Regions from separate parts of the Sus scrofa genome. Here region 1 is linked to region 2. A link is a contact called in public promoter capture Hi-C data. All regions are on one chromosome and are shown on one strand. The core of a region is the stretch at or near the end of the contact, and the rest is flanking DNA. Distances in the headings are between cores, read along the strand shown.

Region 1 (4,116 bases), core at 1,405-3,904, 290 kb after region 2:
CCAGAGCCACAGCAACGCAGAATCCAAGCGGCGTCTGCAACCTACACCACAGCTCACGGCAACGCCGGATCGTTAACCCACTGAGCAAGGGCAGGGACCGAACCCGCAACCTCATGGTTTCTAGTCGGATTAGTTAACCACTGCGCCACGACGGGAACTCCCTGGCCACATTCTTAATCATTTCTTTGGGATAAGTTTCTAGATATTTAATTGCTGCAATAATGTCACATTATTGAATTTTTTTAATGTGACAGAATTTGTAATAACCACTTTATTTATAGCATCTGATTTATATCAGCACTGCTATTTTGCCCCTTTTATAGATGGGACATGAAGGCCAAGCTAGAGGAGGCAGATCTGGCTGAGTGGACAGGCTCTGTGCTGCAGTCTCAAACCCCATCTGCTCTTCCCAGGATGGGCTCCAGCTCTGAGCTGCCCCACATCTGTGGTTCCCCCTTGGTAAACAGGCACAATCACCCCAACTCCTTTTGGCACTGTGAGCACGAAATAAGGTAGTATTTGCAAAGTGCTTGGAGTCATGCGCTTAGTACAGGATCGTGAGTATCAGTGATTGTCGGTGTCGAGCTAGAGCAGTTTCATTGGCACTCGTGTTTGGCAGTGTATTTGTTTATGAATTCTATTCTGCTTTTATAGTTTGAATTTTTTTCTAGTATTATTTTACTTAAATTACTTTACTCCCTCCCTTTAAAATGTATGAAGGTTTTAGCAAATGAGTTAATTGTATTGAAAGAAAATACAAAGCTCTCCTGAAACCACTGTGGCTCAGCAGGGTAAGAACCTGACATAGTGTCTGTGAGGATGTGAGTTTGAACCCTGGCCTTGCTCAGTGGGTTAAGGATCTGGCTTTGCCACAAGCTGCGGCATAGGTCACAGATGTGCCACTGATCTGGTGTTTCTGTGGCTCTGGCATAGGTCGGCAGCTGCAGCTCCAATTCGGCCCCTATCCTGGGAACTTACATATGCTGCAGATGTGGCCCTAAAAAAGAAAGAAGGAGGAGTTCCTGTCGTGGCGCTCGGAAATGAATCTGACTAGGAACCATGAGGTTGCAGGTTCAATCCCTGGCCTCACTCAGTGGGTTAAGGATCTGGCGTTGCCGTGAGCTGTGGTGTAGGTCGCAGACGCGGCTCAGATCTGGTGTTGCTGTGGCTCTGGTGTAGGCCGATAGCTACAGCTCCGATTAGACCCCTAGCTGGGAACCTCCATATGCTGCAGGTGGGCCCTAAAAAGACAAAAAGACAAAAAAATTTAAAAAAATTTTTTAAAAGAAAGAAAGAAAAAAAACCCAAAAAGCAAAAAACAGCTTCCCTGAAACTGGATACCATACCAACATTTACACCAAAAATGTGCCCAGTAGCCTTATTAAAAAGAAATTGTGTATGAACACATGAAAAGATGTCAGCTTCACTACTAATCAAAGAAACTCAAGTTCAAAAGGTGCTAGGTGCAGTACCCAGTGCTGGCCAGGGTTTGGAGCACAGAGGTATGCTTAAACACTCTTGTCAAACAGAGGCTAGGATATCCTTTCCCTGGCAATTTGGGAAAAAGTATCAAAATGTAAAGTGCAAACTATTTAATTTATTTCGCTTCTAAGGGGTCCAGGAGGAAATAAACAAGAGCCAAGTGCTGTATAAGCAGGATGTTCCTCGCAACACTGTTTCTAGTAGCAAAGCATTTGAAACTTTGCAACTACAGGCCGGTGTTGGGGGAATGTTGCCAGAATGTGGGGCTCAGTTCCCCTTACTCGCCAGGAGCACCTATTCTGCAGCATCTCTGAGGGCTGGAGAGTTCCCCAAGGAAGTTAGAGGAGGGATGGGGGAGCAGACTCTGGCAGTGACATCCCCTTGGTCACCTCCAGTTCCGAGACTCTGTTCTTCCTCTGCTCTTCCTGTCTCCTGAGAGGTCCTAAAAGTCACCAGAACAAGTATCCCCACTTTAGGCTCTGCTTCTAAGACTCAGTCATTAAAAGGGATCCTTGGAGTTCCTGCGGTGGCTTGGTGGTAGCAGACCTGACTAGTATCCACGAGGATGTGTGTTCATTCCCTGGCCTTGCTCAGTGGTTTAAGGATCCGACCTTGACATGAGCTGTGGTGTAGGTTGCAGATGCATCTTGGATCCCTAGCTGCTGTGGCTGTGGTGCAGACTGGCAGCTGCAGCTCCAGTTGGGCCCCCAGCCTGGGAACCTCCATATGCCAGAGGTAGAGCCCTAAAAAGCAAAAGCAAAAAAAAGTGATCATGAAAATATTCACTGAACTGAGAAGATATTCACAGGATATGAAGTGGATGGAGAATACTCATTTTTATATAAGCCTAATGAACCTTTTTTTTTAAGTCCAGAAGAACAGATATCAATTATATACTCTATATGAACTAATATATTATGGATCTTTAAAGATGTGGTAAGAGTATTGTGGCTATAATAGGAGAGGCCCTTATTTTTGGGAGATTCACGCTGAAAGGTAGAGTGACTCACTGCAACTCTCATTTTCAGTTTTCCAAAACGTGTGTGTGTGTACGTACACACAAGGCAGCAGGGTGGGGGAGGGAAAGTGAGCCAAGTGCATGCCAACAGCTGTTGAATCTAGAGCAGGGAATGTGGAGTGTGCTGTTAGTCTTTCAATTTTATAATAGGTTTAAATTTATTCCAAAGTAGAAGTTGGGGGAAATGTACTTTCTGGGTAATAAGATTACTGCAATTTCGGTAACATCAGGAATTGTGAGTTGTCTCTGAGTTTTTGATTCTTGTAGTCAAGTAACTTGTGTGCTGTATCTGTAATGCCGATGCTGTCTGCGACAAAGCTTGTGCCACCACTGGGTCAACACTAACCTCTGGGGGCACTGTACATTCTCTGGGTACTGGCTTGTCCACCCAAGGGGGCCACATGCGACTCCTGTTCCTGGTGTGTACACTTAGTTTGCTTTCAGATCTGTCAGCCTGGTAGACTTGGCTCAGCTGGACCTTGGTTCTGCTAGTTTTACTAATAAACTCTCCGTATGAGCACACCCTTGATTCAGCTCTTCCATTTACGGGGACCTGGCCCAAAAGAATTACTGCTGGCAAACAACTACAACGATCTCAAAGGCCGAAAATGGAGGACTGACTGCAGAGTCTTGGGCAATCACTGAAAACAGTGTGGCAGGAATCTGCCGAAATACATGGAGACAGTCACGATACACAGTGAGAAAAGGCTAGGAAAGTGTGTGGTATGAATAACTTCTATTTAAAAGATCACAATTACATGCATAGATTTGGAAGAATGTACACCAAATGCTTAGCTTTGTCTCTGGGTGTATGAAATTTGGGGTGTTCTTTTTTTTGGCTTATGCATATTTTCTGACTTCTATCATAAACAGGTATTGCTTAAGCATTTTTAAAAAGAAGTGTTATTACAAGATAAAAGGAGTTATAATAGCATGACATTTTATAAACAAATCCAATTATAACACTTCTTCATAATAAACTACGTATGTGGGGGTTTCATAATAACTAAATGTTTGAAGTTTTAAAATACATATACTTAAAAGATGCAGCCTGCACTGTGGCCAAGACTTCAGGTTTTGGTCTTGGGCTAGCTGGGTGACATCTTGGCTTTGCTACTCAGCTTGAGTGACTGTAGAGCCAGGCTAGCTATGTCTCCATCTGTGTAACAGGAATGGGAATGATAACACCAACCTAAGAGCTTTGATGAGGATTAAATAACACACAGAAAGCTCCTGGCACAGTGCCTCATAGTACTAAGTGCTCAGTGAATGTTAGGAGCCAGCAGGTGGCTTCCGCTCACTCCGATAGCTGTGCTGTGCATCTCACCCAGCTTTTCGTCAGAGAAGAGAGCAAGTGAGAGCCAGAGCACTCCCAGGCCACCCAAATTCCCTGAAGCCTCCTTATCATTGGGTGGGAGGTACACCTGCTGATGATTAACTCTGTTAATAGAGCACAGTGCTCATGAGGTGCCAGGTCAAAGACCAAGGTCTGAGGCCCCTTGGCGAGGAACTGTCCCTTCTAACCACTACTGGGGGGAAAACAATACTTTTAGGCCACATAAAAGACAGCATATTTATTTGAGAAACAATAGTTTCAAAGTTTTCTCTCCAAATCA
Region 2 (3,965 bases), core at 1,388-3,887:
ACTCCCCATTGTTTCCTTTTGTAATTCTTTCCTGGGCTGACCAGATTTTCTTGTTTCTTCCCTCCAAACTCTAATTTTCCCCTGTATTTTATGTTAATAGTTTAATTATTTTTATTAAAAATTTTTAATTATCGTTACTAATAAAAGCCTTTAAATTTATGTTTTAAAGGAATGAAATACCGGCATTTTTAACAACATGGATGGATCTAGAAATTATCATGCGAAGTGAAGTCAGCCATGCAATGAGACACCAACATCCAATGCTTTCACTGACATGTGGAATCTGAAAAAAGGACAGACTGAACTTCTTGGCAGAACAGATGCTGACTCACAGACATTGAAAAACTTATGATCTCCAGAGGAGACAGTTTGGGGGGTGGGGGGATGTGCTTGGGGTGTGGGATGGAAATCCGGTGAAATCGGATTGTTATGATCATTATACAACTAGAGATGTGTAAATTTGAGTAATAAAAAATAAAAACATAAATTAATATTTTATCAAGAATTAGGAATGCCCTGGTGGCTAGGTGGGTTAAGGATCTGGCATGGTCACTGCTGAGGCTCAGGTTGCTGCTGTCGTGCTGGTTCCATCCCCGGCCTGGGAATTCCCACACGCCGTGGGTGTGCCTGAAAAAGAGAGAATTAAACATTTCTCCAGCATCCCCCTCCCTGCATCAAACAGGATCTTTGCCACATTTTATTTCCTCTGACTCACCGTGGGAATTGTTGAAATAGCCCAGAATTTCATTTCTAGATATGTTATTTTCTTCTTCTTTTAAAATTTTTATTATTTTTTGCCCATCTCCAAAGCATGTGGAAGTTCCCGGGCCAGGAATCAAATGCCCACCACAGCAGCGATTAGAGCCACAGCAGTGACAATGCTGGATCCTTAACCCATTGAGCAAGGCCAGGGATCGAACTTGCATTCTGATGGATACCAGTCAGATTCATTACCCCTGAGCCACGACAGAAACTCCTAAGCACATCTTTTCTAGGGATTCCCTCATGGCTCAGAGGGTTAAGGATCTGGTGTAGTCACTGCTGTGGCTCTGGTTACAGCTGTGGCACAGGTCTGATCCATGGTCCAGGAACTTCTGCATGCCACACGAGAGGCAAAAAAAAATAAATAAATAAATAAAAATAAAAAATCTTTTCTATTTCAGAAATCCCTTCTAAAACAATTGCATTTATCAACCATACCTCAATAAAACTTTAAAAAATGAAAAAAGGGGAATTCCTGTGTGGCTCAGTGGTGATGAATCCAACCAGTATCCATGAGGATGCAGGTTTGATCCCTAGCCTTGCTCAGTGAGTTAAGGATCAGGCATTGCCGTGAGCTGTTGTGTAGGCTGGCAGCTGCAGCTCTAATTCAACCCCCAGCCTGGGAACTTCTATATGCTGCACGTGTGGCCCTCAAAAGAAAAAACAAAAGGAAAAAACTTGCATTTTAGTTGATTAATCTGTTTTGCTCATTTGGCATCACTGTTTATTATGGGTCCATCTTCACTCATCTTGAGACCTTGGATCTCATCAGTTTATTATCTGGAATTAAAAGCTTGGGTTTGCCCCTTCCTTACCTGTTGTGTGATCTGTCAAATTTCATTTTTTCCCTTTTTTTTTTTTTTGTCTTTTTAAAGTCACATCTGGGGCCTATGGAGATTCCCACGCTAGGGGTCAAATCAGAGCTGCAGCTGTCGGCCTCCACCACAGCTCACAGCAACGCTAGATCCTTAACCCAATGAGTGAGGCCAGGGGTCGAACCCAGGTCCTCATGGATAATAGTCAGATTTGTTTCTGCTGAGCCACAGTGGGAACTCCCAAACCTTCCCCCCCCCCGCTTAATAAACGGATTTCTATAATATGTGGTTCTTTATGTCTGGCATCTAGGATGTTTTCAGAGTTCGTCCATGTTATTCAGCTTGAATTCTTAGCACCACGTGCGTTAGTTCCCTAATTACATCCTGGGCGCAAAAGCTCCCTGGGCAGAGCCGCAGCACTGAGGAACTTGCGCCATGGAAAGAGGGGGCAAACTGCCCTGGTGGTGGGAGGTCCCAAGCACCCAGGTGCGCAGAACTCAGCTTCTTGCCCAGGGGCTGGCGAATGGCCGGCCGAACGCTGCCCTTCACCTGCCCAGGTGAGGCCCACCTTGTGCTTCACCTCCGTGCCAGGGAGAACCAGCTGTCATACTTCGCCGACGTTCTGGCAATTCCCTGAGAGGGCGCGATGCGCATTTATTGAGTGCCTACTGTGTGCCAGGAGCTCGGCAATCCGAGGTGGTGGAGAGGGACATAGGCGCTGGGAGTGGATGAGCGCTCGTAGAGGGCACTGGAGGTTCCGGCTGGTGTTTTCAGTGTTGTGACTGCTTGGGCTCTGAGGTCTGGGAGGCGCGGACGCCGCGGGCGGAGGGGAAGGGCACCGAGCGAGGGCCCTCGCTGTCGAGCCTGCAGCTGGATGCGAAGGGCGGAGCTCCTGATGCCCCGCCCCGGCCGCGCGGATGGCCCCTTCGCAGAGCGAAGGGCGGACCCTCCTGATGCCCCGCCCCGGCCGCGCCCGGCTCTGCCGCACGGGGGGCGGGGCCTAAGAGCGTCCCGCCCCCCGCGCCGCGCCGGGAGAAGGAGGAGCCGGCCGCCAGCCCGCACTGCAGCGCCAGCGCGCTAGCGGGCCGCGGAGGACTCGGAGCCGGGACGGAGAACCGAGCAGGCGTCGCGCAGGCAGACAGGCCGCAGCTGCTGCCGTATCCCGCCCCGCGCCCAGCCATGCCTTGCGCGGGCTGCGCCTGAGCCGCGGTCGCCGGGGCCAGGCGGGCTCGGGGCCTCGGGACCGGTCCGGGGCCATGCTTGCGCTGTCCTGACGATGCCGCCCGCCGCGCCCGCCCGCCTGGCGCTCGCCCTGGGCCTGGGCCTGTGGCTCGGGGCGCTGGCGGGGGTCCCCGGGCGCGGCTGCGGACCGTGCGCCCCTCCCTGCCTCTGCGGCCCGGCGCCCGGCGCCGCCTGCCGCGTCAACTGCTCTGGCCTCGGACTGCGGACCCTCGGGCCCGCGCTGCGCATCCCCGCGGACGCCACCGCGCTGTGAGTAACCCGCCGCCCTGCGACGCTGGTGAGGCGGTTGCCATGGCGCCCGGCTTGCGCTAGGACTCGCGGCCGCCGGGGCCTGCCGGGGCTCGGGGCGCCTTCACCCTCCCGGGAGAGGCCGCACGGGCAGGCCGCCGGCCTGGCGGGCCTCGCAGGGCGTGGGCGCGTCCCCAGCCTGCAGAAGGGGAAACGGAGTGCGGGCCAGGCCTCTCCCAGGGCGAGGCTCCAGCGCAGTGAGGTCGGCCCGACTAAATAAGGAAAACCTGGGACCGCAGCCGGCTCTCAGCCCGCCTGGCCTCAGCCAGAGGGAAACAGAAACATCCCAGATTCTGTGCGGGCGGAGACTTCTCACTCGGTGGGACTCCGCTAATGCGAACTGACTGAGGGCCTTTGGCATCGTGTGGGCGCAGGGCGGGAAGGTCCCGGCAAGGGACCACGAGCACTTCAACGCTGCTCAGAGCCTAATAGGATGCAGCTTGGCTTGGAGGGATACCCAGCACTTGGGAGCCCTGGAGAAGGACGCTAGGAGATGGAGAAGTCTGTGTGGACGGCAGGGAAGGCTCTCCGGAAGAGGTGGACAAGGGTTCGATGGATGTTTGAGAATTGGTTTGATACTTAAGGAAACTGGGTTTAGGTGACGGGAGGAGGGAACCATGTGTGCAAAGGCCTGGAGGGGTGTAAAATGCTGACACACCATTAGCAGACTTGCATTTTGGAAGAAATAATAACAGGAAGTCTTTATGGAGAGCTTGTCTCCAGCCCTGGCCTGTGCCAAACTCTTTTGAACCATCAGCTTTTTTTTTTTTTTTTTTTTTTTTTTTGGTCTTTTTAGGGCCGCACCCGCGACATATGGAAGTTCCCAGGCTAGGGGTGGAATCAGAACTGTAGCTGCTG

Evidence for each region. Promoter capture Hi-C pulls out the DNA fragments that hold promoters and counts their contacts.
Region 1: a contact with region 2 is called in a promoter capture Hi-C map of liver, with 2.4 times the contacts expected there. The contact joins the promoter of HAGH here to the promoter of PKD1 in region 2. A contact is called at or near these places in 1 of 5 promoter capture datasets (liver) and 1 of 47 Hi-C or Micro-C datasets (liver).

The regions. Positions count from the first base shown.
Region 1 is chr3:40,136,445-40,140,560 of Sscrofa11.1, forward strand. It overlaps HAGH (hydroxyacylglutathione hydrolase, mitochondrial), which reads left to right and starts at 2,655. Exons shown (of 9, transcript XM_021086827.1): 1 at 2,655-4,116.
Region 2 is chr3:39,846,972-39,850,936 of Sscrofa11.1, forward strand. PKD1 (polycystin 1, transient receptor potential channel interacting) reads left to right here and starts at 2,638. Exons shown (of 46, transcript NM_001246202.1): 1 at 2,638-3,068. The coding sequence starts at 2,854. It overlaps LOC106504252 (a long non-coding RNA gene), which reads left to right. Exons shown (of 7, transcript XR_001303294.2): 7 at 170-229.